2 separate regions of the Mus musculus genome follow, and region 2 is linked to region 1. The links are chromatin contacts, called in public HiChIP or PLAC-seq maps. All regions are on one chromosome and are shown on one strand. Each heading gives the region's core, a stretch centred on a gene start, on an enhancer-like site or on the middle of the called end of the contact. The rest is flanking DNA. Distances are from core to core; before and after follow the strand shown. Region 1 overlaps Slc26a8 (solute carrier family 26, member 8). Region 2 overlaps Mapk14 (mitogen-activated protein kinase 14).

Region 1 (6,806 bases), core at 2,156-4,655:
GGGATAACAAGCATGTGTCACCCCACCTGGTTATCCCTTCACCTCTCCGCACCACATCCATTCTAGGGGAATAATACTTGTGTGAACTCAAGAAGGTTCAAGGTTACACATACTCCACGTCTCGTGTGATTACAGCACAAGTCATGGTCCGACAACTCTGTTGAAAGAGGGATGTTGGTGGGAGGTTCACATCAGAGAACAGTCATATCAGTTAACAAGACACATGGCCCTCACCTGGTTGGAATTGGTTCTGTAGTTATGGAAGTTGGCAATCTTCTTGCCCAGAGATATAAGCAGAAAGGAGCTCACAAAAGATAAAGACAAGGCTTGTAAAACAACTCTGCTAAGAATGCCGAACTCTGGATTCTCAGGGAACACGAAGCTGTAACATTAGAGTGGAATCACTGCTGGCATAGGATGTCACATACTGCACCTCTCCCTCTCAGTCCTTATGCCAGGCTGACCTCACATCCCTCCCCCACCTTTTTTATCCCTTCTTAACAAATAAAGGGCAAACAGAGCAATGGAGGCAGCAGCTTGTCAAAACAGCCAACGAACCAAGCCAAGTGAACATCCTTGGTGGTTCTCTGCTCCTTGTTCCCACCTTAGAGTCCTCTCTGTAAAGTACCAGGTGTGAGTGGAGAAAACTGCTTCTGCTGCTGAGGACATTCTGGAGTGTGTGCTCCAGGCCCACCCTACACCTACAATGCTTTAGAGCTGAAAGGCTCACAAGTCCCCGTCTAGTTCCACTTTCAGGACAGGGTCTCCTCAGGGCCCTTCACTCAGGCACACACAAATTCCACACACACTTTCTCCCTTACAGGTTTTGCTCGTTTGCTTGGTTTTTGTTTTTTACTTTTTGGATCAGAATCTCAGGTAGCCCAGGCTGATCTGGAGTTCTAGACCTCCCCAAGGCTGGCCCTACAGCTGTATGCCATCTTGCCTGGCCCACTGAACTGTCCACTTTAAAGAATGAATTTTGTGGTATGTTACCAAGATAATAAAAGGGTGTTACAGATAACTTTATACTAATATATTTGATAATTCCAAATAAATGGATAAATACTTTGAATGATTCAAATTAACCAAGTGTTCTCCTGGAGAGAGAGATCACCTAAAGCAGATAGACACAATGGTCACACCGTGTGATGGTGGTGATGTCAACTTCAATGATCTGGAGTCACCTGGGAGATGAGCCTCTGGGCATCCCTGAGGGTTGCCTTCATTGCATTAACAAAGGTGGGCAGACTTGCCCACTGTGGTGCTGCTGTTCCCGCGTGGGGACCCAGGACTGTGAGTGCAGAAGGGAGCTAAGCATGATGCACTCCTCAGCCTCTGCTTCCTGACACAGAATGCTGTGCCCAGGTGCTTCAAGCCCTGCCACCTTGACCCCCCTCCAGCATGAGACACTGGATGCTTGCAGTGTGAGCTGGAGGACAAGCTGGGTATAAAATGGGTATAAACATTTGCCAGGAGGATCAGGAGTCAATGCCAGGCTTAAAGCTTTGGCTACCTAAGATCACATCTCAAAAACAAACTAAAAAAATAGCACAATAAAAACAGAGTTATGGGCTGGAGAGATGGCTCAGTGGTTAAGAGCACTGACTGCTCTTTCAGAGGTCCTGAGTTCAAATCCCAGCAACCACATGGTGGCTCACAACTATCTGTAATGAGATCTGACTCCCTCTTCTGGGGTGTCTGAAGACAGCTACAGTGTACTCACATATAATAAATAAATAAATCTTTAAAGAAAACAACAACAACAAAAACCCCACCAGAGTTATAGTTAAGAACCTGCCCACAGTGGTACCTTCAGGCCTATATAACTTCACTGGTAGATTCAAGTACATAAGGAAGAAATTAGGCCAGTTTTCTAGAAACGTCCTGAAACTGAAGATTCTAAGGAAAAGACCACCCCAGGCCAAGGTTTCTCTCACTAAAACAGAAGAAATCTGATAAAGGCGCATAATGACAATGACCAGCACTGCACTGGCTTCATCTCGGGACTTAACCTTCAAATGTCACGCATGCACGGTAGGAGGAGACCAAAAAGGAAAGGAAATGCTGATGGTTTGGGAGGGAGCGTCTATAAATATATCTTATCTGTAAGATGTCTTATATATATCTTCATGCTAACACAATCCTTTAAAGCTATTTCAGAAGTATGCTCCATCTTTCATTCCTTTGGATAACTTTCTAAGTCTTGGGAATGTCTTCTAAGGTTTTTACAGATTGTTTGCTATTTGCAATTCCTATCTTTCGAATTCCACTTCTGCTTCCCCATCATCAACCATGTGTGCCTGTGTGTGTCTTTCTGTGTATGTATGTGTGTGTAGTGTGTACCAGTGTGTATGTACAAGTGTGTGTATGTACGTGTAGTGTGGATGTGTGTGTTGTGTGCATGTGGTGTGGCTATATGTTTGTATGTAATGTGTGTGTCTATGTGTGCAAGTGTATATGTTTATGTATATATGTGCATTGTGTGTACATGTATATATGTATCTGTCTATATTGTATGTGTGTGTACATGTGACTGTGTATGTGCATATGTGTATGTGTATATGTGTCGTGTGTGTGTGTGTTCAAAATGCTTGTTTTCATTATTTTTTATCATTTCACTAAACAGACAAATGCACATGACTGCATGTTTGGATGCCATTCCAGAAAACAATAAAAAGATCCACAATGAGACCAGCTCTATACTAACACATGTAGGAATGCTGTTGTTGTGGTAGACTTTCCTATAGAGCAAATAATAGCTTAACTAATTTAAGAGACAATAGCTTATCTAATTGCTCAGTGGTTAAGGACACTGACTGCTCTTCCAGAGGTCCTGAGTCCAATCCCAGCAACCACATGGTGGCTCACGACCATCTGTAATGGGATCTGATACCCTCTTCTGCTGTGTCTGAAGACAGCCACAGTGTACTCATATACATAAAATAAGTAAATTCTTGGGAGGCAGAGGCAGGCAGATCTCTGTGAGTCTGAGGCCAGCCTGGTCTACAGAGGGAGTTCCAGGACAGCCAGGGCTACAAAGAGAAACCCTGTCTTGAAAGAGAGAGAGAGAGAAAGAAAGAGAGAGAGAGAGAGAGAGAGAGAGAGAGAGAGAGAGAAAACACACACACATTGCCACCAGACTTTTCCTTGTACCCTGCCCCCCCCAAATTGTATAGAGGTGGTATCTGAGCATGTCTCTGTTATTGTATAGCCCCCCCAACATTGTATAGAGGTGGTATCTGATCACATCTCTGCTATTAAATAGAATGCCAGATGCATTCTTCGGCTCTCACTGCATTTCACAGGAAACAGTTAGGATACAGGCACGGTTCAACATGATCATATCAAACAGCCCCCCTGTTATCTTGGAGCTCAGCCAACATCCCCAAGGCTTTGGGACTCCCCTGTGTGCAGTGTGGAGTCATAAGCAGTATTCTTCAGAAGTCTGCTTGTGGGTTATAACACTGCTGTCTAGTCCTTTCTAATTAAACTCAAAATTGGCAACTGTCCAGCGGTAGCAAGAGTCATGTGACAGATGAAACAGAATGCAGAGGAACCGTGAGTTCCTCAGAGCTGCCTCTCAAAGATAACCTACCCAATTAAGAGGAAAATGGTGTTCAATGGCAGAGTGCTTGCTTAACCTGCATGAGGCCCTAGCTTCAATCCCAGCACAGTCTAAAGACGAAGAAAAGGAGGGAGAGGGATGGGGGAGCAGCTGAAACCCACAATCAAGTAGGCAACGCAAAGCAACAGTTCTCTTCTGAACACCGAATCCTGTGTTTCCTAGCAGGGGCACTAGAGAACATCTCTCATCCCATCTCTTTGTTGTTTTACTTGGGGTCGGGGTATCTCATTCAGCCCAGGCTAGCCTCATGATTGATATGTAGCCAGGGCTAGCCTTTTAACTCCTGATCCTCTTGCTTCCACCCCCAAATGCTGGGATTACATGTGGGCACTACATGCCTGGCCTTGTTATTCTGCTCTTGAAAGTTAACCAGAAAGGGGGGGGGGGCCTCTGTGATACCCATAATACCTACAGAAAAAAAGAATCAAGTCTCTGGTGTTATGGGTACTCAGCAGATGTCTGACAAGCTGGCAGGCCCGTGTAAGGAAGTGACAGAGGGTGAGTGTCATGGTTTGTATACTCTTGGACCAGGGAGTGGCACCATTTGGAGGTGTGGCCTTGTTGGAATAGGTGTGACCAGTTTGGAATAAGTGTGTCACTGTGGGTGTGGGCTTAAGACCCTCACCCTAGGTGCCTGGGAAGTCAGTCTTAGCAGCCTTTGGATGAGGACGTAGAACTCTCCTCAGCTCTGCCTGCACCAGGCCTGTCTGGATGCTGCCATGCTCCCACCTTGATGATAATGGACTGAACCTCTGAACGTGTAAGCCAGCCCCAATTAAATGTTGTTTTTTATAAGATTTGCCTTGGTCATGGTGTCTGTTCACAGCAGTAAAACCCTAACTAAGACAGTGAATAAGGAAGAGACAAGGCGCCGTGGCAGCCGCTTCGTGGTCACAAACCTCTGGGTTCTATACTTGATCCTACCCACAAAGCTAGGAACTGGACCTGTGTGCTGAGTGAACTTTGCAGTAGCCAAACAGTCCTAGAAAAGACTGTGAGCCAGGTTGTGTGGGGAGAGGCTGAGAGAGAACAACTGGTAGTCATGCGGGCACATGCCTGTCCCCCCAGCCCTGGGGAAGCCGAGCCAGGAGATTGAGGCTGAGCCACCTACAGCAAGACCCTGCTACAAAAATAAAGGAAAAGCAATATTGAAAAGTGGAGTGATGCCCCGTGGTGATGCACACCTTTAAATCCCAGCATTTGGGAGGCAGAGGAAGGTAGATCTCTGAGTTCAGGGCCAGCCTGGTCTAGAGAGTGAGTCCAGGACAGTTAGAGCTGCACAGAGAAATCCTGTCTTGAAAAAACAAAAAGCAAACCAAACCCAAAAGCAACAGAGGAGGGAAGTGTGACGGCTGACCTGTATGGAATCATGTTCATCAGCATCTTGCTGTTTTCTGTGGCCATGGTTATCTTGCTTGTAAGTAAGCTGAAGCCAAGAATCTGACAGGAGACAAAAGGAAACGAGTGAGATTAATACAGAGCGAGGGCTCAGAGGCTCTCGCATGACAGTAAATGAAATGAGGGCCGTCCTGACAAGAGAGGGACCATCTGTTTCCATTCTCCAAACTCCTTTTGGCATTGGAACCAAAGCCATAGCTGCTTTGGTCTCTGATACATGGTTGGGATCAGAGGGATGCGGGTGTGTGTGTGTGTGGGGTGATGTCCAGGAGCCCACAGGACAGCTGGCCAATCAGAGCTCTAGGTTCAGTGAGAGTCTCTGTCTCCAAAGAACAAAGAGACACAGAGGAGGCCAGGGCTACAGGGAAGCTTAGGGTTTAAGAGCACCTGTTTGTTCTTCTAGAGGACCCAAATTCCGTTCCCAGCACCCACATCAGGTGGCTCAGAACCACCTGTGACTGCTGCTCCAGGGGACCCAAATCCTCCTCTGGCCTCTGAAGGCATTCATATGTACATACTCCTCTCATGCCTACATACGCAGAGGATTTTTGAAAATCTTTTAAAATTCAAAAGAAAAGTCAAGGTAGAGAGCAACAGAGGAGGAGACCTGATGTCTGCCTCTGGTCTCGACATGTACCTACATGGGCAAGCTCTCTCTAACATACATGTGTCCACACAGCCACTCCATACACAATACATGTGTAAAAAGTAAACATTTGGGTAGAGACCACTGGTACAGCCCAGTGACTACATTTAGTAATAGTTTACTGCAGACTTGGAAACTGGGAAAGCAATAGATCTTCAATGTTCACAATGAAAAGATAATCACTAGGCTATGTGTTTGTGGGCTGGCCACGGGCTTTGTATCTGCAATCCCAGAATTTGTGGGTAGGTTGAGAGTTAGAGGCCAGCTTGAGCTGTCTAGTGAGACTCTGTTTCAAAACTAAACCAAAACAAAGGAACAACAACAAAAAAAAAGATATTCCTGTGTGGTAACAGGTGTTGACTAGCTTAATGGACTATAACTATGGCATGCCAAAGATCTCCTTGTACAAGCAAATATATAACATCCCAATTGTCAAGCTTACTTGAGCAAACCCCAAATTTTTATAAAACAAAAACATATGACTGGCCGGACGGTGGTGGCGCACGCCTTTAATCCCAGCACTTGGGGGCCAGGGGTAGGCGGATTTCTGAGTTCAAGACCAGTCTGATCTACAGAGTGAGTTCCAGGACAGCCAGGGCTACACAGAGAAACCCTGTCTTGAAAAACAAACAAACCAACCCATATGACTGACTCAGCAGGTCAAACATTTGCTGAGTGCTGGGCTAACAACCTGATCTGCCCCCTGGACCCACAGAGGAGGGAGAGGGGCAACATCACCAAATCCTTCTCTGACTTTCACATGTACACTCTAGAACTTATGCTTTTGTCTGTGGCATACACATATGAATAATAAATTAAATTTAAAAATAAAATATAAACAAAAGCATTTCATAGTCACATGACTGAAGCTCCACTACTTAAGAAGCAAAGGCAGGAGGATTGTCATGAATTTGAGGACAGTCTGGGCTATATAGTGAGACTCCATCTTAAAATACCAGTGAGAGACAGAGAGAGAGACAGAGACACACAGAATTTTATCAAATCGTTTAATTCGTAATACTGTATTCTGGGAACTGGACAGCGCGCTCAGTGGGTAAGAGCACTGCTGATCTTGCAGAGGACCTGGGTTCAATTCCCAGCACCCATGCGGCAGCTCAAGACCATCTGTAACTCTGT
Region 2 (6,806 bases), core at 1,322-3,821, 93 kb after region 1:
CACCACCCAGTTTCTTCATCAGAAGACAAGGGAACGAGAAAACTGCTGTTCGTTTGTATTTGTGAACTTGGCTGTAATCTGGTATGCCATAGGATGTCAGATAATACCACTGGTTAAAATAAAGCCTAGTTTTCAAATTCAGTTGGTTTCTCAGGTTTATTCTGTTCCTCTTCTTGGTTGTGGGACTTTTGTTGTCAGCTGTGACCTAGCACATGTCTGACAGACCCTTTCTAAAGCTGCTTAGGTGGACCTGAGGGGAAGGCAGGTCTTTGCAGTGAGTGAGTTACTGTGCAGAGAGAACCGCATGGGGAGAGTGGCCTAGTGTGCGTCCACACGCACTGTTCTTGTACAGTCTGAAATGAATGTTTTTCACATCTTCAAGTAATTGGTTTGATCAGAGAATATCCACAGAGTTTGTTACGTATCTTCTGTGGCTACTTTCCTGATACCATGACAATTGAAATCCGAGGGGCGAAGACTGCAGGGCTATCCAGGTAGCTGCTTAATGTTTAGCAAAAGTTGCTTTCTGACTAAATACTCTAAAACTTTATACACCATGTATTTTTATCTTTAAGTTGCCAAAGAGAAGGCTAGGTTGTGTGCCTGTGAGTGCAGGATGGGAGGACATCTGTTTGACTCTGCTGTCTTCATGACCCTAAAATTGTTCTTCAGAACTAGTGAGCTGTATCATGCATGAGAAGGCTGCAGGGCCTCACAGCAGGTTCTCAGGCTTTGATGACACGGTCTCCCAGCTAACCTGAGGACACTCACAGAGCTGAGCTTTTTGTCCTGAAGAGACACAAGTGTAGACGCCATTCTTTTCCTGAGCCCCCACAAAGGTGACAGAAAAGGTTTTCAGCTGTCGTGGAGGTGTAGGTAGCTCTAGAGTACAGGAGGGAAGAGGAAAGGGTAGGGCCCTTGTTAGCTACTGTTACCCCAGAATGGTCAACCAAAGTGTGTTCTTCATTTCCAGCTATGATCCCGGGAACAAAGTGATCCTGGGTTTCCATTTTCAAATGGAACATTTAGTGTCCTTCAGTATCCTTATTTGAATTTTGCAACATCACAGAGAACTTTTGTAGAAGCCAAAGGATAGGCTTGGGAGATGGTTGGGTCAACAAAGGGGCTTGCCTTGAAAGCCAGAAACACATGGTTCAATCCCCAAACCCTTGAACAGATACTTAGGTACGGCAACATGCAATCCTAAAGGTGGGGGTATAGCAACAGATAGACTCTCAGGCTCAATGGCTAGCCGGCATAGTCTACTTCAGGACACAGCCTCCTCAGAAGGTGGGGCCTGGAGAAATGGCTCAGCAGTTAAGCACACTGGCTGTTCTTGCAGAAGGCCCAGGTTCACAACTTTCTGTAACTTCAGTTTCAGGCGATTTGATGCCCACTTCTGGCTCCTGTGGGCACCAGGGACATAGTCCAGAGACATGCATACAAAATACATTAAATAAGAAAAAGAATGTAAAGGGTGGATGGTGACTAAGGAATAACGCCTCTGACCTCCATATGCATGCACACACAGACAGAAAGATATACCTCCCTTACTGTGGACTAAGGTTTAACTTGCCACTTTGTAATAACTCTGCTTGAGGTTTTAGTTTTCAGTATCAGCTTCCACCAGGTCAACCATTATGTGCATGACAGGAGACAGTTGCAATCAGACCTACTTGGTCTGCTTTGCTATAGGCTAGCATGCAGTCCAGGTGCCTGCAGTCAAGTGGATCACTTCTCTACTGTCAGGAAACTAGGGGGCTCAGGTAATAATGCAAAGAAGAGGGGTGGTCCTTTATAATCCAAGCGTGTTTTAAAATGGAAACACCTACTTTACACATCCGGAAGTCCTTACAAGTGCACAGGTCGGGGAGGGGACGATGGTTGGGTACCACGTTCTCTATGATAGAAAAACCTGGAGAGAACCTAAGAGGCCGTCTGCAACAGAGCCCCACACAGACACACGTGGGGTCATGTGAGGTGCATGGCGTGAAATAAGGCACTGATAGCCTAGAGTATATCTCCCCACCCCCACCCCGTCACTGACAAATGGTAATGGTTGAAGATTCCCTTTTACCTAGAATGCTTGGGACCAGGATCATTATGAATTTCAGAGTTATCACCATTTGGATGACCCTAAATCAGGAACCCTGAGATCTAAATCATGCTGAGTGACAAATCCATTGGGACACCCCAGGCTTCCAATTGGGGAGTGGCACACTCTGCCTGGCTGTGGCCAAGAGAACCCTAGAGTGACACACACTGAAGCCTCTGCAGCGCCTCTGACTTTTGTCTACAACTGGTTTTTAATCAACCAGGAAGATCTTTAAAATCCACCTGGTCTGGGGACCTATCCCTCATAGCCCTTTGTGGGACAGCCTACATCTAGCTCCCTAGCTGCAGGAGCCTTACCCCGGAGGGGAGGGCGAAGTGGCTTCTTTCCCACAACCAGTGTTCTGAGGGATCTGAAGCAAGAGTTTCCAACTTAGCCACTGATGACATCTCAGCCAGAATATCGTTAGTCATAGAACCCTCCTTTGCAGGCCACCAAGTAGTCCCCACCCATGCTTCCGCCCACTAGATGCCAGCAGCAACCACGCTTCCTTCCCTGATTTGTAACAGCCACAGAGGTCTCTAGATACTACCAGTTGGCAGTAGCATCCCCAGTGTAAAATAAAGTCATGCAGGAGTCCCGTGCCTCTGTTCTTGAGAATACATGGAAGGTCAACATCTTGTAGCCTGCTGTAACTTGGAGAGGTGGCTTGGTATACCAGAAAGAAAGGTTCCCAACTGGACCTAGTGGTGCATGCCAGCACTTGGGAGACAGGGGAAGGCAGTTTAGAGTTCAAGGCCAGCCTCAGTCTACAGAGTGAATTCCACGACAGCCAGAGTTATTTAGTGAGACCTTGCCTTGAATGAATGAATGAATGAATGAATGAATGAATGAATGAACGAACGAATGAATGAGTGATGGATCATGAATGAATGAATGAATGAATGGTCCCTTTAAAAACTTTCATATTTCTTGAAGTCAGACTTTTCAGAAGGATGTCCTCAATGTGCTTCGTACCTGTCATCCCAGGTAATCCATGTGCTCAGGAAGAAGAGATTTACTGCAAATTGGAAACCCTGTCTCAAACATCCTCCCTCCTACACCTGGAGAGATGGCTGAGTTAAGAGTGTTCACTGCTGATTCAGTTTCTAGCACCCACATTGTGCTGACAACGGCCTGTGACTCCAGCTCCAGGGGATCCAACACCACTGGTCTCTGATGTCCAAGAGCATCGGTACACATGTGCACATAACCACACACAGGTTCACATATGTACACATACTTATAAAACCCTCTAAAAGTCTTTTTTTTTTTTTTACTTCAAATCTCTCCCTCACTTTTATAGGGGAGAAGTCAATTGTGAGCAATGACTACCACCCCTAGAGCAGAGCCTCCCAGTACCCATTGCTGGAGGCCATTTCCGGGCTGAATGCACCTATGGACATCTTCCTGACGCATGCTTACAGGCAGTAGGGTTTATGAGGGAAGTCCAAGGCCTTTGTGTCCTGGGTGTTCCCTGGACCTGCTGAGCTGCCTCTTCCACTCCCAGCTACAGTGTTGGTGGCACCCAGATCCATTTCCTCTGAGCCGTTGCTCAGGCATGATGGAGTCTCTGTGAAAGACTTGTCACCCGATGACTATCTGATAGTGGCTGTGGCAGCCCTGTGTGGGGAATGTCCCCACCTACAGATGCAGGACAGAGTGACTGCTCATAAGCCCTGCTCCCAGTGACCACTGCCCTCCAAGCTTCTGTGCTCAATCCCTGGGTTTCTGTGACTCGCTGGAGATTACCAAGATGGAGGACTCCCATAGGACTCTTCCTAACCTTTTAAGGTTTATTTTTATTAGCCGGGTGTGGTGGCACATGCCTTTAATCCTAGCACTTGGGACACGGACAGCAGTAGAATCTCTGTGATTTTCAGTCCAGTCTGATCTATAGAGCATGTTCTAAGACAGCCAGAGCTGCACCAAGAAACCCTGTCTCAAAAAAAAACAAAAACAAAAAACAAAAACAAAAAACAAAAAGAAAGAAGGTCCAGCAGTTAAGAGCACTGACTGCTCTTCCAGGGGTCCTGAGTTCAATTCCCAGCAACCATATGGTGGTTCACAACCATCTGTAATGGGATCTGATTCCTTCTTCTGGCGTGTGGGTATATATACAGACAGGGTACTCATATAAATAAAGTACATGAATAAATAAACCTGATTTTTAAAAAGATGTACTTTTTATTAAGCTGCATATAGTGATGCATGCCTTCAATCCCATCACTTGAGAGGCAGAGGCAGGCAGATCTCTGAGTTCAAGGCCAGCCTGGTCTACAGAGTGAGTTCCAGGAACAGCTAGAGCTACACAGAGAACCCCTGTCTCAAAAATACTTGCGTGTGTGTGTGTGTGTGTGTGTGTGTGTGTGTGTGTGTGTGTGTGTGAGTGTGTGCGTGTGTGTATGTATGCATGCACATATGTGTGGATCCCCAGAGAAGTCAGAAGCAAGTGTTGAAACCCTGGAGTTGGAGTTACAGACAGTTCTGAGCTGCCTGATGTAGGTGCTGGGAATCAAACTTGGGTCCTCTAGAAGAACCAGTAGTGCTCTTAACCACTGAGCCACCTCTCCAATTTTAGAATAATATATATTTTGTTGTTGTTGTTGTTGTTGTTTTGGTTTTTGTTTTGTTTTGTTTTTTGAGATAGGATTTCTCTATAAACCCTGTAGCCCTGGCTGACCTGGAACTCATTCTGTAGACCAAGCTGGCCTCGAACTCAGAAATTACATTTTTAAAGGTCTTTTATTTTATTTTATTGTTGAAAATAGTCATTATAATTTTACACTATACAACCGTATTAAGAGGAAATAAGATACAATGGTTAAGAGTTGATCCTTGGGAGCTGGAGAGATGGCTCAGTGGTTAAGAGCATTGGCTGCTCTTCCAGAGGTCCTGGGTTCAAATACCAGCACACACATGGTGGTTCACAACTGTGTTTAACTCCAGTTCCAGAGAATTCCAGTTGCAACACCTTCATACAGACATACATGCAGGTAAAACACCAGTGCACATGAAAATAAGTACTGACACACACACATGAGTTTGGCCTCTAAAAAGAAAGTTCTGAACAGGTATGACAGTACTCCTGTAATCCCAGCATTCGTGAAATGGAGAAGGAGAGAGACAGATCTCTGTTTTAGCCAAGCTTAGTCTACATAGCAAGTTTCAGGCTACCCAGGGCTAGGTAGCTACATAATGAGATGAGACATTGTACCAAAAAAGAATAAGAAATGAATAAATAAACTAATTAATTAAAACAAAGCCTGGGAGTAGGGAGATGACTCTTTCAGTTAAATACTTGCCATGCAAGGACAAAGACCAGGATTCAATCCCCAGCTCCCACATAAAGCCATGCGTGGTGACTTGAGCTCTTAAGTGTAGTTCTGGGGGCCAGCCACTCACTGGTAGGTCTCCATAGCTCCCAGCCAGCCCAGCCGAATCAAGTTACAGGTCCCACTGAGAGATCCAGTCTCAAAAAAGCAAGGCACGTGGCTGAATTGGTAAGATCACTGGAGAACATGGCTTCGATCCCCAGAACCCACATGATGCTTCCCAACACTCTCTAACGCCAGTTTCAAGGGCTCCAACCATGCCCCTCCCTCTTCAGACCTCTGCAGGCACCAGGCATTCTAGTGATGCCCAGACAGACACATGGGCATAAAATACATCCATACACATAAAATAAATGAATCCAAAAAGGAGAGAAAAGGACAGAGGCAGGTGGCTCACACCTTTAATCCCAGCACTAGGGAGGCAGAGGCAGGTGAATTTCTGAGTTCGAGGCCAGCCTGGTCTACAGAGTGAGTTCCAGGACAGCCAGGGCTACACAGAGAAACCCTGTCTTGAAAAATCCACAGAGACAGACAGACAGACAGACAGACAGCCAGCCATGTATGTCAACTGTGAGAAGTGGGGGGACAGGTCGGTTACCTGTGCAGTCTTAGGTAAGAACTCCATGCTGTGGATGGGGAAAGCTGGGAGAGAGACAGTTCCATGCTGCCACCCTCAGTGGTCTGAGACTTCCCCAATCTCAACTCAGGTAAAACTGGATCTTTGACCTTATTGTAGATGGTAAGGCTGGTATGAAGCAACAGTCGGGGTCAGAGTTGACTTAATGGCTTGAACGTGTGTGTGTGTGTGTGTGTCTAGATATGTGTGTGTATATCTGGGTATGTCTCTGTGTCTGTGTATATCTGAGTGTGTATATGTGTGTGTCTATTCATATGTCTGTGTGTGTATGTCTGGGTATGTCTCTGTGTCTGTCTGTGTTTATTCATGAGTCTGTGTGTGTATGCTATATAAGGCTATGTGTGTTTGTGTGTCTATGTGTCTCTATGTGTATCTGTGTGTGTCTATGTGTGTGTGTCTAGGTATGTCTCTGTGTGTCTCTCTATTCGTGTGTTTATGTATGTTTGCCTGTATGTGTCTATGTGTCTGTGTGTCTGTGTGTATCTGTGTGTATGTCTGTGTGTGTGTCTATGTGTCTGTAGTGTCTGTGTTACTGCACATGCATATATGGGCACATGGAAACCAGAGGCTGTCCTCAGCCTATCTTCTTCTTCTTCTTCTTCTTCTTCTTCTTCTTCTTCTTCTTCTTCTTCTTCTTCTTCTTCTTCTTCTTCTTCTTCTTCTTCTTCTTCTTCTTCTTCTTCTTCTTCTCCTTCTTTTTTGGTTGTTTTTGAGACAGGGTTTCTCTGTGTAGCTCTGGCTG

What was found. HiChIP or PLAC-seq counts read pairs in DNA pulled down with a chosen protein or histone mark.
Region 2: a contact with region 1 is called in an H3K27ac HiChIP or PLAC-seq map of the HPC-7 cell line, with 5 times the contacts expected there. The contact joins two enhancer-like sites. A contact is called at or near these places in 1 of 484 Hi-C or Micro-C datasets (embryonic stem cells), 2 of 115 datasets of contacts at active chromatin or transcription factors (the HPC-7 cell line and embryonic stem cells) and 4 of 9 other capture datasets (adipose tissue, embryonic stem cells, liver and 1 more).

What each region holds. Positions count from the first base shown.
Region 1 is chr17:28,654,611-28,661,416 of GRCm38.p6, forward strand. It overlaps Slc26a8 (solute carrier family 26, member 8), which reads right to left. Exons shown (of 20, transcript NM_001290320.1): 8 at 4,983-5,065; 9 at 235-382. Among named protein-coding and RNA genes, the nearest start is that of Slc26a8, 32 kb to the right of the region's middle. Within about 2 kb of position 3,406, at least 26 of the 459 cell types and tissues checked have an H3K27ac peak or open chromatin away from gene starts, as enhancers often do. A contact at or near this core is called in the HPC-7 cell line, where this site is marked.
Region 2 is chr17:28,748,265-28,755,070 of GRCm38.p6, forward strand. Mapk14 (mitogen-activated protein kinase 14) reads left to right here. Exons shown (of 12, transcript NM_011951.3): 12 at 1-141. Among named protein-coding and RNA genes, the nearest start is that of Mapk13, 18 kb to the right of the region's middle. Within about 2 kb of position 2,572, at least 50 of the 459 cell types and tissues checked have an H3K27ac peak or open chromatin away from gene starts, as enhancers often do. A contact at or near this core is called in the HPC-7 cell line, where this site is marked.